7 separate regions of the Mus musculus genome follow, and regions 1, 2, 3, 5, 6 and 7 are each linked to region 4. A link is a contact called in public Micro-C and promoter capture Hi-C data. All regions are on one chromosome and are shown on one strand. Each heading gives the region's core, a stretch centred on a gene start, on an enhancer-like site or on the middle of the called end of the contact. The rest is flanking DNA. Distances are from core to core; before and after follow the strand shown. Region 1 holds the start of Pgap3 (post-GPI attachment to proteins 3). Region 2 holds the start of Spop (speckle-type BTB/POZ protein). Region 3 holds the start of Zfp652os (zinc finger protein 652, opposite strand). Region 4 holds the start of Sp2 (Sp2 transcription factor). Region 5 holds the start of Nr1d1 (nuclear receptor subfamily 1, group D, member 1). Region 6 holds the start of Fam117a (family with sequence similarity 117, member A). Region 7 holds the start of Csf3 (colony stimulating factor 3 (granulocyte)).

What was found. Promoter capture Hi-C pulls out the DNA fragments that hold promoters and counts their contacts. A called contact is a pair of places that touch in the nucleus more often than the background predicts.
Region 1: a promoter capture Hi-C map of liver shows a contact between it and region 4, with 3 times the contacts expected there. The contact joins the promoter of Pgap3 here to the promoter of Sp2 in region 4. A contact is called at or near these places in 2 of 39 promoter capture datasets (liver and pre-B cells).
Region 2: a contact with region 4 is called in a promoter capture Hi-C map of liver, with 3 times the contacts expected there. The contact joins the promoter of Spop here to the promoter of Sp2 in region 4. A contact is called at or near these places in 3 of 39 promoter capture datasets (hippocampal neurons, liver and pre-B cells) and 1 of 115 datasets of contacts at active chromatin or transcription factors (astrocytes).
Region 3: a contact with region 4 is called in a promoter capture Hi-C map of pre-B cells, with 5 times the contacts expected there. The contact joins the promoter of Zfp652os here to the promoter of Sp2 in region 4. A contact is called at or near these places in 3 of 39 promoter capture datasets (hippocampal neurons, liver and pre-B cells) and 2 of 115 datasets of contacts at active chromatin or transcription factors (extraembryonic endoderm stem cells and stem cell-derived neural progenitor cells).
Region 5: a Micro-C map of embryonic stem cells shows a contact between it and region 4, with 6 times the contacts expected there. The contact joins the promoter of Nr1d1 here to the promoter of Sp2 in region 4. A contact is called at or near these places in 1 of 484 Hi-C or Micro-C datasets (embryonic stem cells) and 1 of 115 datasets of contacts at active chromatin or transcription factors (embryonic stem cells).
Region 6: a contact with region 4 is called in a promoter capture Hi-C map of liver, with 4 times the contacts expected there. The contact joins the promoter of Fam117a here to the promoter of Sp2 in region 4. A contact is called at or near these places in 4 of 39 promoter capture datasets (hippocampal neurons, liver and pre-B cells), 1 of 115 datasets of contacts at active chromatin or transcription factors (astrocytes) and 1 of 9 other capture datasets (liver).
Region 7: a promoter capture Hi-C map of liver shows a contact between it and region 4, with 4 times the contacts expected there. The contact joins the promoter of Csf3 here to the promoter of Sp2 in region 4. A contact is called at or near these places in 2 of 39 promoter capture datasets (liver and pre-B cells).

The regions. Positions count from the first base shown.
Region 1 is chr11:98,399,108-98,401,807 of GRCm38.p6, forward strand. It overlaps Pgap3 (post-GPI attachment to proteins 3), which reads right to left and starts at 1,383. Exons shown (of 8, transcript NM_001033537.2): 1 at 1,108-1,383. The coding sequence starts at 1,288.
Region 2 is chr11:95,412,428-95,415,353 of GRCm38.p6, forward strand. Spop (speckle-type BTB/POZ protein) reads left to right here and starts at 1,656. Exons shown (of 10, transcript NM_001359107.1): 1 at 1,656-1,977.
Region 3 is chr11:95,711,146-95,714,183 of GRCm38.p6, forward strand. It overlaps Zfp652os (zinc finger protein 652, opposite strand), which reads right to left and starts at 1,609. Exons shown (of 2, transcript NR_045780.1): 1 at 1,483-1,609.
Region 4 is chr11:96,976,269-96,978,968 of GRCm38.p6, forward strand. It overlaps Sp2 (Sp2 transcription factor), which reads right to left and starts at 1,420. Exons shown (of 7, transcript NM_001080964.2): 1 at 1,353-1,420. The coding sequence starts at 1,359.
Region 5 is chr11:98,773,972-98,776,671 of GRCm38.p6, forward strand. Nr1d1 (nuclear receptor subfamily 1, group D, member 1) reads right to left here and starts at 1,406. Exons shown (of 8, transcript NM_145434.4): 1 at 747-1,406. The coding sequence starts at 777. Gm31862 (a long non-coding RNA gene) reads left to right here and starts at 1,440. Exons shown (of 4, transcript XR_880204.3): 1 at 1,440-1,843; 2 at 2,668-2,700.
Region 6 is chr11:95,335,479-95,338,276 of GRCm38.p6, forward strand. It overlaps Fam117a (family with sequence similarity 117, member A), which reads left to right and starts at 1,540. Exons shown (of 8, transcript NM_172543.4): 1 at 1,540-1,783. The coding sequence starts at 1,588.
Region 7 is chr11:98,699,810-98,702,602 of GRCm38.p6, forward strand. It overlaps Csf3 (colony stimulating factor 3 (granulocyte)), which reads left to right and starts at 1,504. Exons shown (of 5, transcript NM_009971.1): 1 at 1,504-1,610; 2 at 1,695-1,867; 3 at 2,217-2,324; 4 at 2,571-2,717. The coding sequence starts at 1,571. It overlaps Gm38985 (a long non-coding RNA gene), which reads right to left and starts at 1,701. Exons shown (of 3, transcript XR_001780319.2): 1 at 1,628-1,701; 2 at 604-1,289.

The sequences.
Region 1 (2,700 bases), core at 133-2,632, 1.4 Mb after region 4:
CCCAGTTGGACAGAGAAGAGAGGGTGGGTGTGCGCTCGAGCACGCACGCACACACACACACACACACACACACACACACACACACACAGCGGGGGGGGGGGGAGAATATATTATATCAGTGGGAGCAAAGAGAATAGTTTCTTCTCCCTTGATCTAAGCTCTTAGGATCTGGCAGGCCCCTCTTGGAGACCTAGGTTCATACTTGTCCATCCTGAACCCAGGGAGGGATCTTTGGTGCCCTCCTATGTCCTGTGAAAATCGAGCTCAGACCTTTCATCAGACTCCTCAGGTTCCCCGGTACCTTTGTTTCCTTATTGCCCCTAATCTTCCTGCTCCCTGATCTCTGGGTAAACCAAGATGCTTCATGTACCCAAATCCTCCTAGGACCTCCAAGCTCTCTGTTGCCTCTGTCTGGAATGGAAACCGGATAATAATGTGGAGGAGCTGTTGGTCAAACAGGTCAGATCTGGGAATTCTGCTCTGCCACTTTACAGACGGTGTGACCTTGGGCAAGGTACTTAGTCTCTCTGAGTGTTCTCATCTTTAAAGCGGATTAGGGAAAGTATCTGACGGGGTTGTGGTGAAAGCCAGCTGACCTGCTGTGACACCCGTCCAACGTGGGTGCTCAATATGTTGGTTGACATCAATTCCATCCTGTTTAAATTGTTCTGTGGTTGAACACCCTGCCTCCACCCACTGAAGCTGACTCCGTCCCTTTCACTTCCAAATGCGTATAGTGCTTAACCTATGGGCCCATTAGGTCTCAAACTATTCTGTCTTGGAGAAGGCTAATGTTCACCTGCCTGGGGATTATAAGCCCAGAAGGGCAGGCTCCTGGTCTGCTTCCTGGGTTACTTCAGGTCTTCTTTGTATTTAAAAAGTAGTGGTTTGAATAAATAACATGAAACCTCTGGAAAGGTGGGGTAGGCTGATGCAATAGCCCCCCCCCCACCTTCCCACCCCTCCACACACACTCAGGAGGCTCCTGACATTAACACTCTTGAGAGAACGCTGAGGGAAACTGAGGTTCTAAGTTGCAGAACAGCAGGGCACAGTAGGCGGAGCCAAGACGAACAGGCGGGGCTTTCACGGGTGGGCGGGGCTTACCAGCTAGGCTCATGTAGATTGGCTGGCGGGAGCGGAAGTGCTTCAGTGCGTCTCCCGAACAGTTCCGTTCCTCGCATCGGAGCACGCAGTCGCGGTACACGGGCTCGCGGTCGCCCTGGGAACCCCCCGCGAGTCCCACTGCCAAGGTTAGCAGCAGCAGCGGCGCCGTCCGCTTGGCCATTCTGTCACTGTGCCCGGCCGCTGAGGGAGGAGCTTGGGAGAAGACGAAGTCCCACTTCCGTAACAACCGGAAGTACCTGTGTTCATCGTTGCATCCTCCGCTGACGCCCGCCCACTTTAAATAAAAGTTCCCGGATTTCAGTGGGCGGGTACCCCACCTCTATACTGCTGTCTCCTCTTTTCATATACAGCACCTAAGGAGAAGGGGCGATTTGCGCCCAGGAGCAAATTAAGTGTACTTTCTCCCTTCTATTTTACACGGTCTTTGTTTCAAGCAGACGCCTTTCTGTCACCCACTCTCTTAGATTCCAGTTTCCAAATGTTCTGGGTACCCCACTTATCCCCATTTCTTATGTCAGCATCTTGATTAAAGACGCTGCCATTAAAAGAGCTGAAGAACTTCTTAACAGGTGTCTTTGTCTCTACTTTGGTCCCCTCCAGTAGGCATTTCTCTCCTATTTAGCTTTGTGTTACTGTGATAAAGACCAACTTGGGGTTTGCTTTATGTCACCCCATCACAAGCCATCATGGAGGGAAGCCAGGGCAGGAACCTGGAGGTAAGAGCGGAAACAGAGGCCTCGAAGGAGTGCTGCCTACTGGCTTAGTCACTTAACAACACCCAGGACCACTTGCCCAGGGTTGGCACCTCCCACAGTGGTATGGACCCTCCCATGTCAATTATTAATCAAGAGAGTGTCCTCTGTAGACTTGCTGACAGGCCAGTCTGAAGGAAGCATTTATTTTCTTAATTGAGGTACCCTTTTCCCAGATGACCCTAGCCAGTGTCAAGCAGACACAAACACAAAAACGAACAACAACAAAACCCAAAACTAACCACGGCTCCACTTTCTAAAATTCAAGGTTGACCAATCTCTTTCTTACAATTCCTTACTAACTCCTCAACTCAGCCTGGCCTGGCCTGCTGGTCTTCACTCTGTTGCTCCAGATGCACTTTAAAGGTCCATGTCTCCAGAGTCTCTTGTCCTTGTGTGCTTTGGCCCTCTTGCTCCTGCTTGTTTTCCTGTTACCAATTAAAGGCTGTGTTTTAAGGATGATTGTTAGCACTGGATGGATACTATGTAGTGGCTTGTCTTTCCCCGATGGGATGGAGTCCTTTCTTGTCCTGCTCACCTCTGGCACTAAAGTAGAACTTTGCTTTCCATGGGAGACACTTTGAGATCCTTCTTCCTTCCTTCCTTCCTTCCTTCCTTCCTTCCTTCCTTCCTTCCTTCCTCCCTCCCTCCCTCCCTCCCTCTCTCTCTCTCTCTCTCTCTCTCTCTCTCTCTCTCTTTCTTTCCTTCTTTAAGTAAATGAACAACTTAAAACTGTCTGGGTGGGCTAGCCACCTGTGAGTGAAGGCTCTTCACTGAACTCGATTCCCAGAACTCAATAAAGGTGGGAAAAGAGAATCCT
Region 2 (2,926 bases), core at 406-2,905, 1.6 Mb before region 4:
GGAGCTCAAAGCCAGCCTCTGTTACGTAGTGAGCTGTGTGTGTGTGTGTGTGGGGGGGGGGGGGGGTCAGCCTGGACTGTGTGAGATCATCTCAAAACCCCAAACCCTCAAAATAAAGCAGAGAAAAAAAAAACCAATAAGAGCAATTTCATCTAGAATCTAGGTTGTGTAAGGCCCCAAGGGTTTGGAAGGTTTTGCTTATAATTCCTAGGATATTTCATATGGGGATTACGGGGTCTGCTTCTATACTTGAAAGTGGAAAGCCTCCCGGCACTGTCGGGGTTCTTTCCAAACCCAGTGGCTTGGTTCCTGGGCTGCCAGCCTTCCCTGCTGAACAGGCTCACCAGCCACTGGGTGCCAAGGAGCATGTGGCAAGAGATAGGAGCAGAGTCTCCTGGAGACTGTCCCAAGGCCTGGAAAGCAGTAGGGTGCCAGGAAGCAGCTCTCAATTAGGCTGCAACCCTGTTACCTCATGACCCACAGGGTCACTGGGTTGATCTCTCAGAGCTAGGTGTGTGCTTGATATGTGTATGCAAGAGGCAGTCTGCTTTTGCTTTTGAGAGCTTGATTCAGTAATAAAATATTTTCTTTTAAGTTTAAGGTAATCGAAGAATGTAACACAAAGATGACTGTTTTCTTCCAGGGCCAAGATGCTCTGAGACAATTCTACCCAACTCCAGAATCACTTTTGGTCCATGGGAGCTAAGACATGAGACAGACTGGGGACCCGGATGGCTTAGCCAAGGAATTGTCACAGAATCAGCTTCCTCTCCATTGGGTCTCTCTCTCTCTCTCTCTCTCTCTCTCTCTCTCTCTCTCTCTCTCTCACACACACACACACACACACACACACCCCTTCTGCCTTTCCCAGAAAGAACAGCTCTTTGGTTATTGTTGTCAAATGCTAATTTATTTAGTTTTCAAGACGCGGTATCACCTTGTAATTCTAGCTGACTGTGAACTCAGTAAGTAGACCAAGCTGGCCTTAAATTCACAGAGCTTCTCCTGCCTCTGCCTCCCGAGTTCTGGGGTTAAAGGTGTGCCTCACAGTACTCTAGCAAAGTACCTTATAAATGTTAGCATTTGCAGGCTAGGCTTATTGGACATGGATCTCTATGAATTTAAGGCCAGCCTGTCAACAAAGAGAGTGCTAGGTCAACCAATCCTATAGAGCAAGACCCTATTTCAAAAAATAAAACAAACTAAAACACATGTTAAAAGTTCTTTAAAAAGTATTTTAGCTGAGAGTTGCCTAAAAAAGAAAGTAAGAGCTAAGTCATCGGTAATCCACAAACTGCACAACTAGGTTTCAGTTGCGAAATGCCTGTTGCTGCTCCACCCACCCGGTCCCTGGATCTCAGCTTCCTTCCTCCATTCTGGCCTCGCACCTCAGCGCGAACTTCTGCGCGCTGCACGCGACCCCCTCCGAGTTCCCGCCTCTTTCCACTCTGGCTCCGCCTTCCGCCCAAATTCCCGGGCCCTGGCACCACCTCGCGACGCTTGCGCACTAGGGAAGGTAGGCGGAGTCTTAAAAGAGGAGGAGCTGGAGAGTCTTGAGCGGGACGGGGTGGGGCGGGGCAGGACGGGGCGGGGCGAGGCGGGGTGGGGCGGGGCGGGAAGCTGGGGGGAGGAGGCCGCGCGGGGTGGGGCCCGGCGGGTACGCGCTCGCTGCGTCGACGTGCTGACGACAGGACGCCCAGGCCGGTGTGTGTCGGTGTGTATGTGTGTGTGTGTGTGTGTGTATGTGTGTGTGTGTGTGTGTGTGTGGTGTGTGTGTGTGTGGTGTGTGTGTGTGTGTGGTGTGTGTGTGTGTATGTGTGTATGTGTGTGTGTGTATGTGTGTGTATGTGTTTGTATGTGTGTGCGCGCTCCAAGAGTGTATTTGTGTATCGGCGGTCCCGCAGGTCCCGGATGTTGCGGGCAGTATGAGGCGAGCGCAGGGGGACAGGGACCAGCAGCTGTCGCCGCCGTTCTCAGGTGAGTGTGTGTATGTGTGTGTCAAGAGTCGAAGAAGGGGTTGGCCTGTTGGGGTGCGGGGTTTTTCCTTGAGAAGTGACTAAACCCTCCCCCACAACACACACTTTTCCTAATGTACTATTCTCTGCCCCATTTCCTATGTTGGTTTCCTGGCCCGAGGAAGCCAGAGCCTAGTCAGCCGTCCGTTCTTCCTACCTCAAGCATTCTGGAAACACAAACGCGCCCCCTGCCTCCTGCCTCCCTCACCATCATATCCCCAACCCCATCCCCCTTGCCAAATAGTGAGCTGTCGCCTGCGGCGAGATGGGGAACTGCGCATGCTCGAATGTGAAGGAGCTCCGGGTGCCTGGTCGCTGCTTCAGGACGCATGCGCATTGCTGTTTTGCAGGGACCTGCGGGATAAAGAGCCCCTTGACCACGAGCCCGCCTTCTTCGCTAGACTTGCCACCCAATAGTGAGCTTGTCGCTCCGATCCGAGAGGGAGAATTTAAATTATGCGAGGGATTTAAGGACAAAGCACTATTTGCATCTGGTGTTGCCCTAGAGACTCCCAGGCTACCAACGCCTCCTAGAGCCAACGTGTCCCACGCTGACCCTTCTTTTTGAAACTTAACTGCTACTTCTACTTCTAGTATTACTTCCCTTTCCACCACTCCCGTCGTCATGCTGAAACCTTACTACAAACTTCCCCTAAGTTTAGGAGTAAGTCCAACTCGTTATTCTGGCAGGGGATTTTGATAGTCTTGTTAAAAAGGATTTGTTAAAAGGTCCATTAAAAAAGAAACTAAGGTGGGAATTTCTCTTTAGTAAAATTCTGAGTTGCCTTTACAGAGTAGCTAAGGAAGGGATAAGTGCCACACACAGACTTGAGGTAACAACAAAACAGAAATCAAGCTGTCAATCAGTAGCTTCATTTCAGCCCTTTTACTTAGTGGGACCTTTTTGGTTC
Region 3 (3,038 bases), core at 359-2,858, 1.3 Mb before region 4:
GAGTCCATCAGACCCAAGCTCATTCTCACATTGAATTTGATTATTATACATGCTTATTTTCTCTTCTTCTGCTTGAAGATCTCTCTACCTGTTGCAATGTGATATAGATTTTAGTCTTTACTGAAAGTGCTCGCTATTGAAAAACATGGCCCTAAGTTCCACAACTCTGGTTCCTGGCTTCTGGAGTCTAAGTACAATAAAACCCAAACACCTGTTTTTGGAAGGGGCCAAAGACAGAGTCAGCTCTTTATAAAGCTTCAAGCTCCTAACTTTGTCCCAGACTCAGGTCATTTTATTCCCTCGAAGGTTTGGGTGAGTGGGTTATGGCCGGCTGTTCTGGGAGAAAAAGTTAGCTGCATCTATATGGAAATTGTTTCTATGATGTGGGGGTCAGCTTTTGTGGAAGAACATTAATATCCTATGTTCTTAATGTTAGAAGAAGAGGGCTGGAGAGATGGCTCAGAAGTTAAAAGCTCTTCTTACTCTTACAGCGGACCTGGGTTCAATTCCTAGCCGCCCCCCCCCCCCCCGTCCTACAAGCCACTCATAACCCCAGTTCCAGGGGAATCCATCAAATGTCACAGGTGCACATGCACACATCCAGGTAAAACATTCATACACACAATGTAAAAGAAAGAAAGAAAGAAAGAAAGAAAGAAAGAAAAAATGTAGTAGAGCCCAACAATAAAAACCAACAATGTTAGGAGCTCCATTCAAGCTGTAGAGACCTTCAGAAGTTTGGTTTCTGGTGGGGAAGGGTTATCCTGATCTTAGGGATGTCATCTTGGGTCTTTTTCATGGAGACTTCACTTGCCAAGTCATTTCCTCTCCCTGTACACTAAGCACTTTCAATTACAGACACTCTCTTTTGGCTCTGAGCTTGGATAAATGCTACCTTGTTAGCTAATAGTACCATTAATTATATTAATGATTAATAGCTAATTAGTCATAATGTGGTCATGCTTCTTCCAATGGAGCCTTCCTTTCTTGCAACAGTTCTGGGACTCTAGCGCACGCGCGCACACACACAGACCACACAGACACACGCACGCACGCACACACTTCCCTATTTCTGGCCACAGGATGAGCCCAGCAGTCCATCCTGTTTGCTTACCATACTGGCGGTCTCTAAATCCCCCTAGTTGTAATCAACTATCCCATTTGTCTGGTGGATGGCTACTTCTTACAAGTGTCGCCCCTTCTATTTCTGTCACTCACTGACTGCTCTCTACTAACAAGGTGGCCAGCAATTAGGGTTTTTTTCTTTTTGAACCGTATTCCATAAGTCAAAGATATCTACTTCCAAATCTCACTCTGACCCACTTTTCCACTTTCTCCCCCCTTTGCACTTTTACGTTTTCTTATTTCTTAGGATCTCAAACCCCCTGCCCACAGATACTTCGTCTTCTGCCTTCAGGCTTCCTTTTGAAAACCACGCCCCCACCCCCTTAAGCGTCGCGCATGCGCAGCCCACGACTTTACCTGGGCGCTCGGGAGTGGGCGGAGTGGGCAAGGGCCGGGGGTGGAGCAGGCAGCCGGCGGTTATCTGCTCGGCTGAGCGCTCACATTGTGGCAGGAGGGAGAAAAGGTGCGCCCAGGCCGAGCCGAGGGCCGCGCATGCGCGCCGACCCCCATAGCCGGGGATGGGGTGTGTAGGGGGGGGAGGTGTCGGGATCCCGACCGCGCGGGGGGGAGGGGGGGGCGCGTGCAGGGGCGTGCGCGCGCGCGCGCTCCCGCCGGCCTCCCTGCCCCCTTCGCGCACGACATCCCTACAGCACACCCCCTCCCCCGCCGCCCGCCCCGCGCGCCGCCCGCTCCGCGGCCCCGCTCGGCCTCGCGCGCTCGGAAGGGAGTCGCGAGACGTCGGAGCGGCGGCCACGTAGCGCTGCGGCGGCGGCGGCGGCGGCGGCCGAGGCCGGGTCTGAGGATCGGCCCAGAGCGCAGACGTTGGGCAGGGGGAGGGGCCGGCACGGCGGGCGGTGGGGACTGGAGCGACGCGGCGCGGCGCGGCGACAGGCCCCCGCCGCGGGGATGGGCCGCCGAAGCGGCGGTGGTGGCGGTGGCGGCGGCGGCGGCGGCCCGGGTGAGTAGGAGCCCCTTCCCCGCGCTCTCGCCTCCCGCCGCGGCGGCGCCCTGGCAGCCGCGTTTCCTCTGCGCCCGGCCGGGCTGGCGGAGCCGGAGGAGCCTGCGCCGAGGCAGCTGCGTGCGCTAGGCCGGAGCAGCCCCCATCCGGCGGGCAGGCCCCGGGCGCTGCGCGTCTGCCGCTCTCAGCTTGGCCCGGGGTGCCGGCTCCGTACCCCCGCCCCCTCTCCCCAGCTTAGCTGCAGTTTTGCAGCGAGTGGGTTCGCCTCGAGGCCTGACGGGGTGGCCGGGGTGCACGGGTTAGTAGGCTGAGGAGAGCATTCTCTTGCCCTGCAGCTGGTGGCTTGCACCCACTACCTCCCCCGCCGTGCGGTTGCGCCCAAACCTCCAGCCCTCGAGAGTATTGTGGCACCAGGAGATAACACGCATGTGATGTACACTCGCCACCCGCAGCACCACACTCAGCCCAGTGGGCGATGCAGACCTTTCTCCACCCTCACTTCGTCCACCCCTCCAATCAGGCTTTACTAAAGAGTCCCAGGTCGGAGACACCAAAGAGAGGGATACCCCTGTTACATCTCTATGAAACATGTTCGTTGTCGAGGGATGACTATTGTAGAAATGATAGATGTCTCTGCTTTGCCTCGAAGTCAGTCTTTAGGATTTAAGATCCTGTATGCTCCTCTTTGAAGCGGGCCGGTCTTTGATTACATCTAGCTCATCCCTCCCCCAACAACAACATCAGGAACACGCGCGAGCACACACACACACACACACACACACACACACACATATATGCACACGCACACTCGCACACTTCCTGATTGCGGAACGGCCCCTGTCATTGCGGATCCATTGTCAGAAGTGGCTTGTGCCAATCAAAGGAATGTGCCTTTGGAGGAAGATGTTTTTTTCACAACCAAGCTACAGGATGTCAATCAGTCTTTGGTTCCCCT
Region 4 (2,700 bases), core at 170-2,669:
TTCTAGCCCTCCAAGACAGCTCAGCCGTAGAGGTGCTTGTCCAACATTTGTGGATTCAACCTTCATCACCACAGGGGGGTGGGGGGGGGGTGTCTCAACTCAGGGTTTTGTCCTCTGTAATGCCAAGGGCCTTCTAGGGCACAGCATGGAACAGCTGTAGCCTGTTCCTGCCAGTACACACTGAAAAGTTAATCGCCTTTCTACAATGAAATCTGTATAAAGGGGACCCTTGGGCCAATTCCTGGCTCACAGACCACTGGCTATGGTCTGCCTCTCTCCTCGTTGACAGGCCTCTACAGGCCCAAACTTTTATTTTGATATGTAATAATCCTGTAACCTCCTAAAAATGGGGAAAGTTCAGGAGAAAAAACCAAACAGAGTCCCCCTGGATCATGTTAGTTATGAAACGATTAAACATGACAGGCTATTAGAATCAAAACCAAGGAATGTAGAGAGGACAGGTTTCTCAGTCGCCCAGCGCAAAAGACAGTTCCTTTTCTACTAAAACTAGAATAAGGCACTGGGAAAGAAACCTAAGAAGGAAGGGAAGATTCTGAGCACCCTTAAGCCAGCAACGCGGATGAAGAAAAGCATCTATTTTATTTCTTAGGTCATCTGTTACGAGCGATAGCGCCTACGCTTTTTTGGAATTCCAGTGCATTTTTGCCCAACCCCCCCACCCCCCGCAAGGGGCATCGGGCCATAGCCTGGGAGCTCTGTCCACAAGTTCTCCAAACTTCTAAAATTCCAAGAGCTTGCAGATACTAGCCGCAGGCTCAAGGATCCAGGTATAAACATTAAAAGTCGGTTTTTCGTTCAGCAGTCATCTGCCTAGGGCGTTCCCTCCAATCCTGCCACCCTCTGGGACTGCGGTGGCCCGGCCAGCAGGCTGCAGTTCAGACCAGCAGGGCCCATCTGACTGGCACCACCTGGGTCCCAAGCCTGGGCTGCCCACAGGACGAGCCCGAGGGGGCGTCGGCCGCCTGCGTGGAGCAAACTCGGGCGCAGGCTGAAGGCCCGGCGCGACCCAAGCTGAGGGGGCGAAGGGGGTTATCAGGCTCGCCCTGCTGCCCCCGCCGCCTGCCAGCCCCGGAAGCGCCGCCCTCCCGCCCGGGGCTCCGAGGGGCGGGGAGTCTAACGCCCCCTTCCGGGTGCCTCCGCCCGGCCGGCCAGCCGCGCTCCTCCTCCGGGCGGGAATCCTTCCTCCCCCGCCCCTCCCGTAGCCGGGCCCCGGCGCCAGTCCCAGTCCCAGGGGGGCACCCCCGGTTCCGGCCTCCCCTCCCCGAGGCCTCTGTCCGTCTTCCCGACCCTTGAGGGCCGGGAAGACGCCGCCGGCAGACGCCAGGACCCACCGCTCATTACGACATCTTCCTCCCTGGCCTCCGCCGCCTCCGCCGCCACCGAGAGCCTGACACCGCCCGCCTAGCACCCGCCAATCCCGGAGCCCGCCACCGCCCGAGCGACGGCAGCTTTTACCAATGAACGCTTGGTACATTGGGGACCGACAGCATTTTCAACCAATCATTGGGAAGCATCTAGAGTGACGTTGGTCTGGCCAATAGAACTGTGAAGTGTCATTGATAGACGGTAGGAGTCGCCAACCGGAAATCAACGGGGGAATGAACGACGTATCCTTTAGCCAACTGGCGGGAGGCAAAGTCCCGCCTGCTAGGAGGTTGATGGACAGCAACAGGAAGCTGGGTGAGGAGGGGCTTAGCCGAGAAGTGTTTTTGTATTGGTCGTAATTGACCTTCCACCCACCTCTAACCCAGCAGATAAGTGATAGATCTGCCCTAAAGCCAATCAGAAGTGCTACTGTGAAATGCCCCGTAAAGAGCTTATACATCTCTCAATACAGTCTGGCATGGTGAGTCTCAAGTGTAGCTGTCGGATACGCGGTGCCCGGCCCCCAGTGAGCGCATCGCCTTCACCTCAGGCCCTCGCCCGCCATCCATCGCCTCTCGAGAGTCGACGACCTGGCAGGAGTTGGGTTACCTGGCACTTCCTAGAGGGAATTGTCATTATGTCATCTCAAGCCCCTGTTAATCTTCACCAATGTTTCGCAGAGCTTCCCTGATCCTCTCAGCTTCAGACAGGCGTGTTTGAGCCTTTATCAAAAGCAGATCCCTAGGGTCGTCCCTAGTTACATTTGCTATTTCCCGGGGGGCGGGGTGTGTGTGCCTAGAATCTGCATTTTAGCCTGCGCCTCAGGTGGGCAGAATTGCACGCTGGCATCCTAGCGACCCTGCTTGGTCTCTGCTTCATCTCCTCCTGTATGAGGGGCCGTGCTTGACAGGCACCACAGGTAGGTTTAGCTTTCTCTTCCAGGCCCTCTGCGAACGACTAACTTAGGCAAGCTGTACGTAGCACTCAGAGGGAATTCACGCTGGCTTGAGACCTGCGTGGGTAGGAAACCCCACACCCCATCTGCAGTGGACCCTTAGACTCTTGTTGAAGCCAGAGCACTCACACATCCACCTCATAGTACCACCCTTCCTGGTTGGTTTTGTTTTGTTGTTTTAACCCACAGTGAGAAAAAAATGTTTTACATCCAGTAAATTAACTTATAAGAACATGTAACAAAGCTTCCCAAATCAACATTTGAGAGACATTGATCGCAGGTAGATGAGACACATACATCCCTGCTGGGGTCTTATTTGCTGAGGATCAAGTCCCCAACACTAAGCATGAACTGTATAA
Region 5 (2,700 bases), core at 156-2,655, 1.8 Mb after region 4:
GGGCGTCCTGGGTCGTAGGCTGGCCCTAAAACCAAGCTGGGCCGGGACAACTGAGGGGAGGAGAGAAGGCGACAAGCGTTGCTCCGGCAACTTGAGGGGCGGAGCTCATTATGTAACGAGGCCGGGAGGCAATGACCAATGAGATGGCGGCCACGGCTTCTACTGAATGAAAACAAATGCAGCACGTGGGCCCGGCTCTGCAGCCATGTGAGCCCTCCCCAGGCTAAGTCGCTGTGGGTGCCCTGCCTGGAGATGAGTCCCAAGCACCCGACTCCTCAAATGAAGCTCCCCACTGCCGCTGAGGATTCCCCTGTGAACTCTGACCCAGTCACGCAAACCCACCAGCCCGGATCGCCCCACTTCCCAAGACTACCTGGAAGTAGGCTAGAACTGTAGAAAAGGGAAAAGAGACAGGCATACTATAGCTGCAAGGAGTGGGCAAATGGGGACGTGTCCAGAGACTGCTTCAAAATGCTGAGTCTCCCTAAACTCTTCCACTCGCCACTGGTATCCACCCTCCATTTCATCCGTTCTCGGACTGAGGGGAACTCAGGGGGTGCTAGTGATGCGTTTTAGGCACATTCCCAGCCGTAATAACCCTCTTTAGAAATCTTACCTAGTGGCTTTCATCTTAGCACAGTAACAAACACCAGCCAGAGGGAATCCCCAATCCCTTACAAAGTTCCTCTCATAAGCCTTGGATGGAAATGGAGACAGTGACAGAGCAAAGATAAGAATCTCAGTACCTGTGTTGTTATTGGAGTCCAGGGTCGTCATGTCTTCACCAGCTGAAAGCGGTCATTCAAACTGGACCTTGACACAAACTGGAGGTTGTGATGGCCTCTCTCGCCCCCTGGGCAATGGCTGAGGGAGACGAGTGAGCCCCGCAGTTCGCAATCAGGATTCCAGGCACTGAGCAGTAAGGTCTTGGGGTGGCTATACTGCAGCCCTCCAGAAGGGTAGGACGCTGAGGCACCTGAGATCTGATTTGCATGGGAAGAGCAGAGAGTGTGTGTGTGAAGAATCAGCCTGCAGCAGTTCTGGCTATAAGGTAGCAAGGAGAGTCGGGTCTCTGCAGTGCACCGGATGCCACTCCTGAAGGCTCCGCAGTGAAGCAGGGTAATGAATCTGGAGCTCCGGGTGCAAAAGTCCCAAAGGAAGAGAAGCTGCAACCAGGAAGTAAGTAGGTGATGGAGAAATGAGGCACCAGGACGCAAAGAGAGACGTGTGCCCTGCTACGTTTCCTCAGCAGTAATATTTCACTCTGCCAATCTCAACCGCCTTTTGCCCGAGCCTTTCCCTGGGACAGAGGGCTCTGCGCAGGCGCCAGCAGCCCAGGGTTCCCGGGCCGCACGCGGCACTGGAGCAGGTACCATGTGATTCCAGGGAGCGCCTCGTGCCCCAGTGACACACTTTTCCAGCAGCCGGCACGTTGAGATCTGTGCGCCTGCGCACCGCCAGGATTGTTGGGATTTGTAGTCTACTGACAATGTAGGTGGAGTGTGCCTATTCCTTTTCTGCTTTGCAAAAGTGCTTGCTGGCAGCGGGGAGGAGCTGAAAGTGGACTGGGGTGGGGTTTTCTGAAGAGTCAGGGTGGCGTGTTTGGAAAGCCTTGTATGGCAAGGGCATGTGAATTCCTGGGGAGGGCCTGGCAAGCTTTACTGCTCCGTGGAAGATCAAAGCTAAAAGGCCCTTTCTGCAAACCTAGCAAACGTGAGAGCTTCACGTGATTGGAGAACTGACCTCACCCTGAGGTTAGTGGTGACTAGGGGGAGAAAGACAAGCTGGGAGGAGAGATTTCCCTTAAATCAAGAACTTAAGCATCTTTTGCTATGGTGACAAGGTGGGCGACAAGCAGTGTAAATAAAACCCCTTTCTCTTCTTCACCCTAACCCCAGCCCCCACGGGTAGGACTGGCATAGCACGGGGATATCCCTAGGGACTCCCTGTTTGCTTATATGACACCACACTGCCCACTCAAGTGACTTTGGGGTGAGTCATTTCCCTTTGTCTGGGAAATAAAAAGGAGAACAAAGGGAAAGTGCTCTGAGGTCCTCATAGAGAGAGGGGGGTCTGCTCTCTGCAGGGCTTCATGATAGCAGAAGAAGCCCACAGTTTAGGGAGAACATGAGGATCATTTAACTCCCACCCCTCAACTCCCCGAATTGGCAGGGTGTAGTGGCTCGTGCCTGCAATCACCGTCCTTGAGAGGCTGAGGTAGGAGGACTGTCGTGAATTTGAAGCTGACTTGAGCTGCAAAGCAAGCTCCTACTAAGCGAGGAGGGAGTGAGGATCTTCCCTCCTCTTACTGAAGAAGAAAAGGGACCGCCATCTCAGGGACTGGCTCAAGGTCAGGCATTCACTGCTTATTTCTTGTGACCGTCCCGTCCCTGAGATGGCGGATAAATGAGCACATGAAGCACTTAGCATCTCTCTCAGAGCAGCAGTCATCTCAGGAGTGAGAAACACAGAGGCCTGGGGGAAGGGGTCTGTTCTCTGGGGCTTGGGTTGTAAAGAGAGATGGACACGTATCTTCAAGCAGTCGAGTAAGCCCCAGCCACCCTGCTCCTATCTCCAAGTCCTCTGTAATCTCTACACTTGGGGATGGAGGGGGGGTGCTTTTTTTTTTTTTTTTTTAACCTTAAGTCTTTCTCTACTTGCACTTAGGAAGCTCCAGAGAGTTCTGGGAATCCTGGGAAG
Region 6 (2,798 bases), core at 290-2,789, 1.6 Mb before region 4:
TATCAGGCATTTAGTAAGACTGTCGTCCTCATGGAAAAAAAAGAGTACTATTTTCTTCCATCACAAACAATCTATATGTCAGAGCTTGAAGCAAATCGTTCAAACATGAAAGTAGTGTCTTTGCAGAGAAAAATCTTTTCACAGTATGTTCCTTTGCCTCCATGTTCTGTGTTCTGGTCTGATTTTAATATTCAGCCAACTGTTGCATTCCCACTCTGAGCGTTATCTGCTTTCAGTATTGGATCCCAAGGTACTCTCGCAGCACGCACACCCAGTTTACTCCCTTTCCTCTGATTAGTAAGTGTGGCTTCAAGGGAATACCTTTAAAAAAAATACTAAACTCGGTAGAGACTGAAATAGAAAGACAAATCGGTAGCAAGGTCAAAATTAGAATTCATAACTAAATATAAATCTAGAGGGAATTATCCAATTACTTGGATGGTCCCTTCTCACAGACAGTCCAGCGTTAATTGGCTCTGTTTCTTTTCCATATATAGAACAAAGTAGCAAGAGTAATGGATTTTTTTTTTTTGAGATGCATTGTTTTAATAGTATCTTAAATACTGCTTTTTCTTTTTTCCGAAAATGTGTTCACATATACATAGCATATAATTTTCACAGCTTGCCAGTATTCTCTTTGGGGACCATCTGGTCTTTGACTTGTAGGTCAGAGAGCAACTGAGCTGGAAAGACAAAGATTTCCTAGTGGAGTCACTATCAAACTTGATCAGATTTATCATTTACTTTGTTTTGCTAGGTACACTTACAATGGATGGTTCTGAAGGGAAATTCCCAGCTCCCTTTTAAAGGCTCAAGTTAATTTACAGACTAACAGCTGTTTTTATTGAGATTGGACCAGCTTCAGGAAGGGACTTGGAAACGTAGAAGACAAATGAGTGTCATGTGAGGCGAGGTAGCCATTAAATGTACGAATTTAATGCAAAGCTCATGCAAATGATAGGCAAACCTTCTATAAATTTATCGAATCTCAGTTTGGAGTTTGTCAGCTGCAGTGAAATCTCATGAGAATTGAAAACTAATGTTTTTTAGTTAAACTAAATGTAATGGCTTTTGAAGTTAGGCATTCTCAGTCCCATTGAAACTGCTTAGAGTTTGACACTACCACCTTTAAAGATTTCAGTAGTGTTTGATTCCAGTCCACATCCAGCCCCGCCCCCTGCACAGCCTGACATCACATGGCATATATTTGCATACTACCTGGGACTGGGTGTGACGATCCTCCCCTTTGAACCTTCTCATTGGCAGTGCTGAAGAACCAGCCCTCTACTGGAAGGTCCAATCGGCAGCCTTAAGGACATTAAAAAAAAAAAAAAAAAAGAAAAGAAGAAAATCAGGAGGGTGGGGGTCTTGACTTGATGGCTGAGCACATGGACCAATCATCCTCGGAAACAGAAGAGCCCCGCCATGGATTGGTTGAGGGGGAGGTCCTGGGACTCTGTAGGCCAATTAGAACTCTGGGCCGAGGGGGCCGGTCCGCGCCCGTAGGGCAGATAAGTAGCGGCCGCGGGGGTTGGGGGCAGTGTGGGGCTCGCCGTGGGGGTGAGGCGGCAGGTAGCCGGGTGGGCCATGTCCGGGGCCGCAGCGGGCGGCCGAGGCGGAGGTTCCTGGGGGCCGGGGCGCGGAGGGGCGGGGGGTCTCCGGCGGGGCTGCTCTCCACCGGCGCCCGCTGGCTCCCCCCGGGTCGGTCTGCAGCCACTCAGGGCTACGGTCCCCTTCCAGCTGCAGCAGCCTCACCAGCGCCGGGACGGGGGTGGCCGCGCAGGTGAGCCGGGTCCGGAGCGGGTGCTGGGGCGACGGGCTGGAGAGTACTAGAAGTAGATGGGAGGTGAGAGAAGAGAAAAAGGGGCGCTCAGAGTTCGCGAGGGCGGAGGGAGCGAAGGCGAGCAGCTGCGAACCTGCGGTGCAACTCCGGGACGGGGTGCCGGGTGCATGGGCCGGGGACCAGAGGGGAGGGACCTGGCAGATGGAAGCTAGCTTTGGGGGGGCGTAACCGAAAAGTGGTCCGAAGTGTCCGCCCGGGCGGTGTGAGAAGTGCTAGAGTGCGTGCAAGGAGTGTTGTGGGCGTCCGGAGTCGAGGGCTTCACTGGGAGCCAGAACCGGTGGGCGCTGGACGCCTGCTCAGTGAGGGGGAGGGGCATGGAAGAGAGCCGGGTGGAGCCATGTGTTACTTCTCCTGCTTGAGTTTGGCCCCAGCGTCTCTCTCTATGGCTCTCGAGTTCCTTTCTTCACCACTTCACGTGCGCTTTCACATTATGCTTCTTCCAGGAGATGATTTGAACTCAGCCCGTTGGAATAAGTTAGTTTAACGGCTTTTACTTCGGTGCAAACATACCTCTGTTACCGATTTTCTACATTCCTCTCGGGGTAGCCCCGAAGTTGAATGTTCCCATATCTCTGACTTGCTTAACATGGCTGTCTCTTTCCAGTTATTCTGTGCGTGTGTGCTTATGTACAGGAGTTGGGCAGTTTGCATCCTACTTCTTGCCTCCTCCGAAGGTGTTTTGCCCTGAGCATTCCCAGCCAACGTGGCAGTGGAGTGCTTACAATCAAGTATGCTGTGTTAAATACCCCACTTTCTGAACAGCGCCGAAGCAGTTTCTTAATAGCAGCTTGATGTGGTGGGTGTGGGGAAACTAGGGTGGAGCAAATTTAACCTTGCTTTCACACTTAAGGCTGTGATGGGACCCACAATTGCAGGCCCTTTGGAACGGAAAGGGAACCTACTTGCATGAGGAGGTTGGCAGTAAGTTAAAAGTGAAGTTTGCGTTTGATTCACA
Region 7 (2,793 bases), core at 254-2,753, 1.7 Mb after region 4:
ATGTTTTAAGAATTAAATCTCGCCGGGCATGGTGGCGCACGCCTTTAATCCCAGCACTCAGGAGGCAGAGGCAGGCAGATTTCTGAGTTCGAGGCCAGCCTGATCTACTGAGTGAGTTCCAGGATAGCCAGGGCTATCGAGACAGAGAAAACCTGTCTTGAAAAACAAAAACAAACAAATAAACAAACAGAATGGGAATCCCTTGGCCTGTCCTCTCAAGCAGAGGCTATGTAGTTAATGTCCATGACATCTGTGGCCACCAGAGGGCACCCTAGCCCCAGAGTTGGCCCCACCCCATCAGGTATGCCTCAACATCAAAAAATGTCTATATTCCTTGGCCCCACCTTGGTGGGGGTGAAATAGTTCAGAAAGTACCAGATCGAGATGCCATCAGTCAGACAAGGAATGCCGTCCTCCTTTTTAGGTAGTAATACCCTGTTGGGACTGAGAGCGACTGGGATGTCCCTCCATCCCTACTACCCATGATTGGGCAAGGCATTTCCCTTTCTGGCCCAGTTCACAGAGGTGAAATCACCAAGGTCTCTTTCAGAGCTAACACTGGGCAGAGTTCTAGGATGGGAGATGCAGCTCCTCCTTTCTCACCTCAGCATGCATCGACTCAAGCCAGCTCACACCACTGCTACATAATGAGCAGAGATCGTCGGGACACTCCATGACCCAGCCTCCGACGCCCTCCAGATGCCCCAGACTCCACGACATCGAGGTAATGTGCCAAGGGAAGCAGAAAGGCAAGGTCAGGTGAGCCAGGAGCCCCAGAGGGTCTTGATTCATTCAAGACAGACATCCGGTTTCCTCTGGCCTCTCTGCCAGGATCCAGGGGCTTAAAGAAATGAGTCATAATGGGGGGTATTGGGGAGTTCCCAGCTAATCAGCCTGGGACAGAACGGCCTGAATGCTGGACCAATTTATTTTTATCCAAATGTGGGGCAGGCGTAGACAGCAAGACCCTACCTAGGGTGCTGTGGAGGGCTCCCAGAAAAGCAGGAGGCAGCCACCAGGAAGCTTATGGGTCTGAAAAGAGGACAGGTTCTTTCTTCTCTCGGGATGTTTGTCCCAGGTATAGGTGACTTGAGAATCACAAATGAAGGGCAGAGGGGGCTCCCCAAGCACGTCTGCCAGAGGATGGAGAGACAGAAGCAGTCTTGATCTGAGCACCCATTCTTCCCCAGGGTCTGAGTTCCTTGCTATCCCCTCCAGGGTTTCACCAGCCTTGTTGGACAACTCGGATCCAGATCCAACACCCTGCAGCGATTCAGGCCTGGGTGTGGCTGGAAGAGAGGAAGAGAGTTTGAGGGGGGGACAAGACGTCAAGGAAGGAACAGAGATTCCCCGATTTCACAAAAACTTTCGCAAACAGCTTTTCCCCAACCCCCTGCATTGTCCTGAGCTATCATCAAATTTGCATAAATCCTGGGAAGTTATTACTAAGCCTGAGTTGCCCCAGCCCCAGGTAATTTCCTCCCGGGGCCTTGATGGCTTTATGTATAAAGGCCCCCTGGAGCTGGGCCCTGGCAGAGCCCAGAGCTGCAGCCCAGATCACCCAGAATCCATGGCTCAACTTTCTGCCCAGAGGCGCATGAAGCTAATGGGTGAGTGCCCTGGTTACCTGCCCTGGGTGTGGAATGGAGAGAGGCCGGATAACAAGTGCCTCAGACCCGTCTGTTTGCTCCTAGCCCTGCAGCTGCTGCTGTGGCAAAGTGCACTATGGTCAGGACGAGAGGCCGTTCCCCTGGTCACTGTCAGCGCTCTGCCACCATCCCTGCCTCTGCCCCGAAGCTTCCTGCTTAAGTCCCTGGAGCAAGTGAGGAAGATCCAGGCCAGCGGCTCGGTGCTGCTGGAGCAGTTGGTGAGTGGGGTTGCCATAGGTGTGGAGGGAAGGACTTGGGGGGGGTAGCGGGGGAGGCAGGAGCACAAATGAGAAGAGGGCAGACTAGGAACACACAGCAGTTGACAGTGTTTGCCCAGTGTGCACAAGAGCCTAGATGGCACCCTCAGAATACTGACAGAAACATTGAGGAAGGGAACATGGGGGGAGAAGGGCACAGGAAAGAGAATGAGTAGAGACAGCAGTGGGACCTCTGGATGGGACAGTCCTTAGGGTCACTAGGAAGGTAGGGAGCTGAGAAGCCAGGAGGACCTGAGCTGGACAAAGAGCCTGGCCCAGGTGAGCACCCTCAGTATCCTTCCATCTACAGTGTGCCACCTACAAGCTGTGTCACCCCGAGGAGCTGGTGTTGCTGGGCCACTCTCTGGGGATCCCGAAGGCTTCCCTGAGTGGCTGCTCTAGCCAGGCCCTGCAGCAGGTGAGTATTTTCGGAAAAAGGAGGACCAGGAGGAGAAGGGGGAGGAGGGGGAGGAGGAGAAAGAGGGAGAGGAGGGGGAGAAGGGGGAGGAGGAGGGGGAGGAGGAAGAAGAGGGGGAGGAGGGGGAGGAGAAGGAGGGGAAGAAGGAGGAGGAGGGGGAGAAGGAAGGACTACATCCTACTATTTGGGCTCCTGAAGAGAGCAAGCATCCCAAGATGTACTGCCTAACCCTGCTATCTTCCCCAGACACAGTGCCTAAGCCAGCTCCACAGTGGGCTCTGCCTCTACCAAGGTCTCCTGCAGGCTCTATCGGGTATTTCCCCTGCCCTGGCCCCCACCTTGGACTTGCTTCAGCTGGATGTTGCCAACTTTGCCACCACCATCTGGCAGCAGGTGAGTACCATCTGGAGGGGGTCATGGCAGCACACCTGGGCACCCTGGAAGCTCTCTATATTTTCAGAGGCCTGTT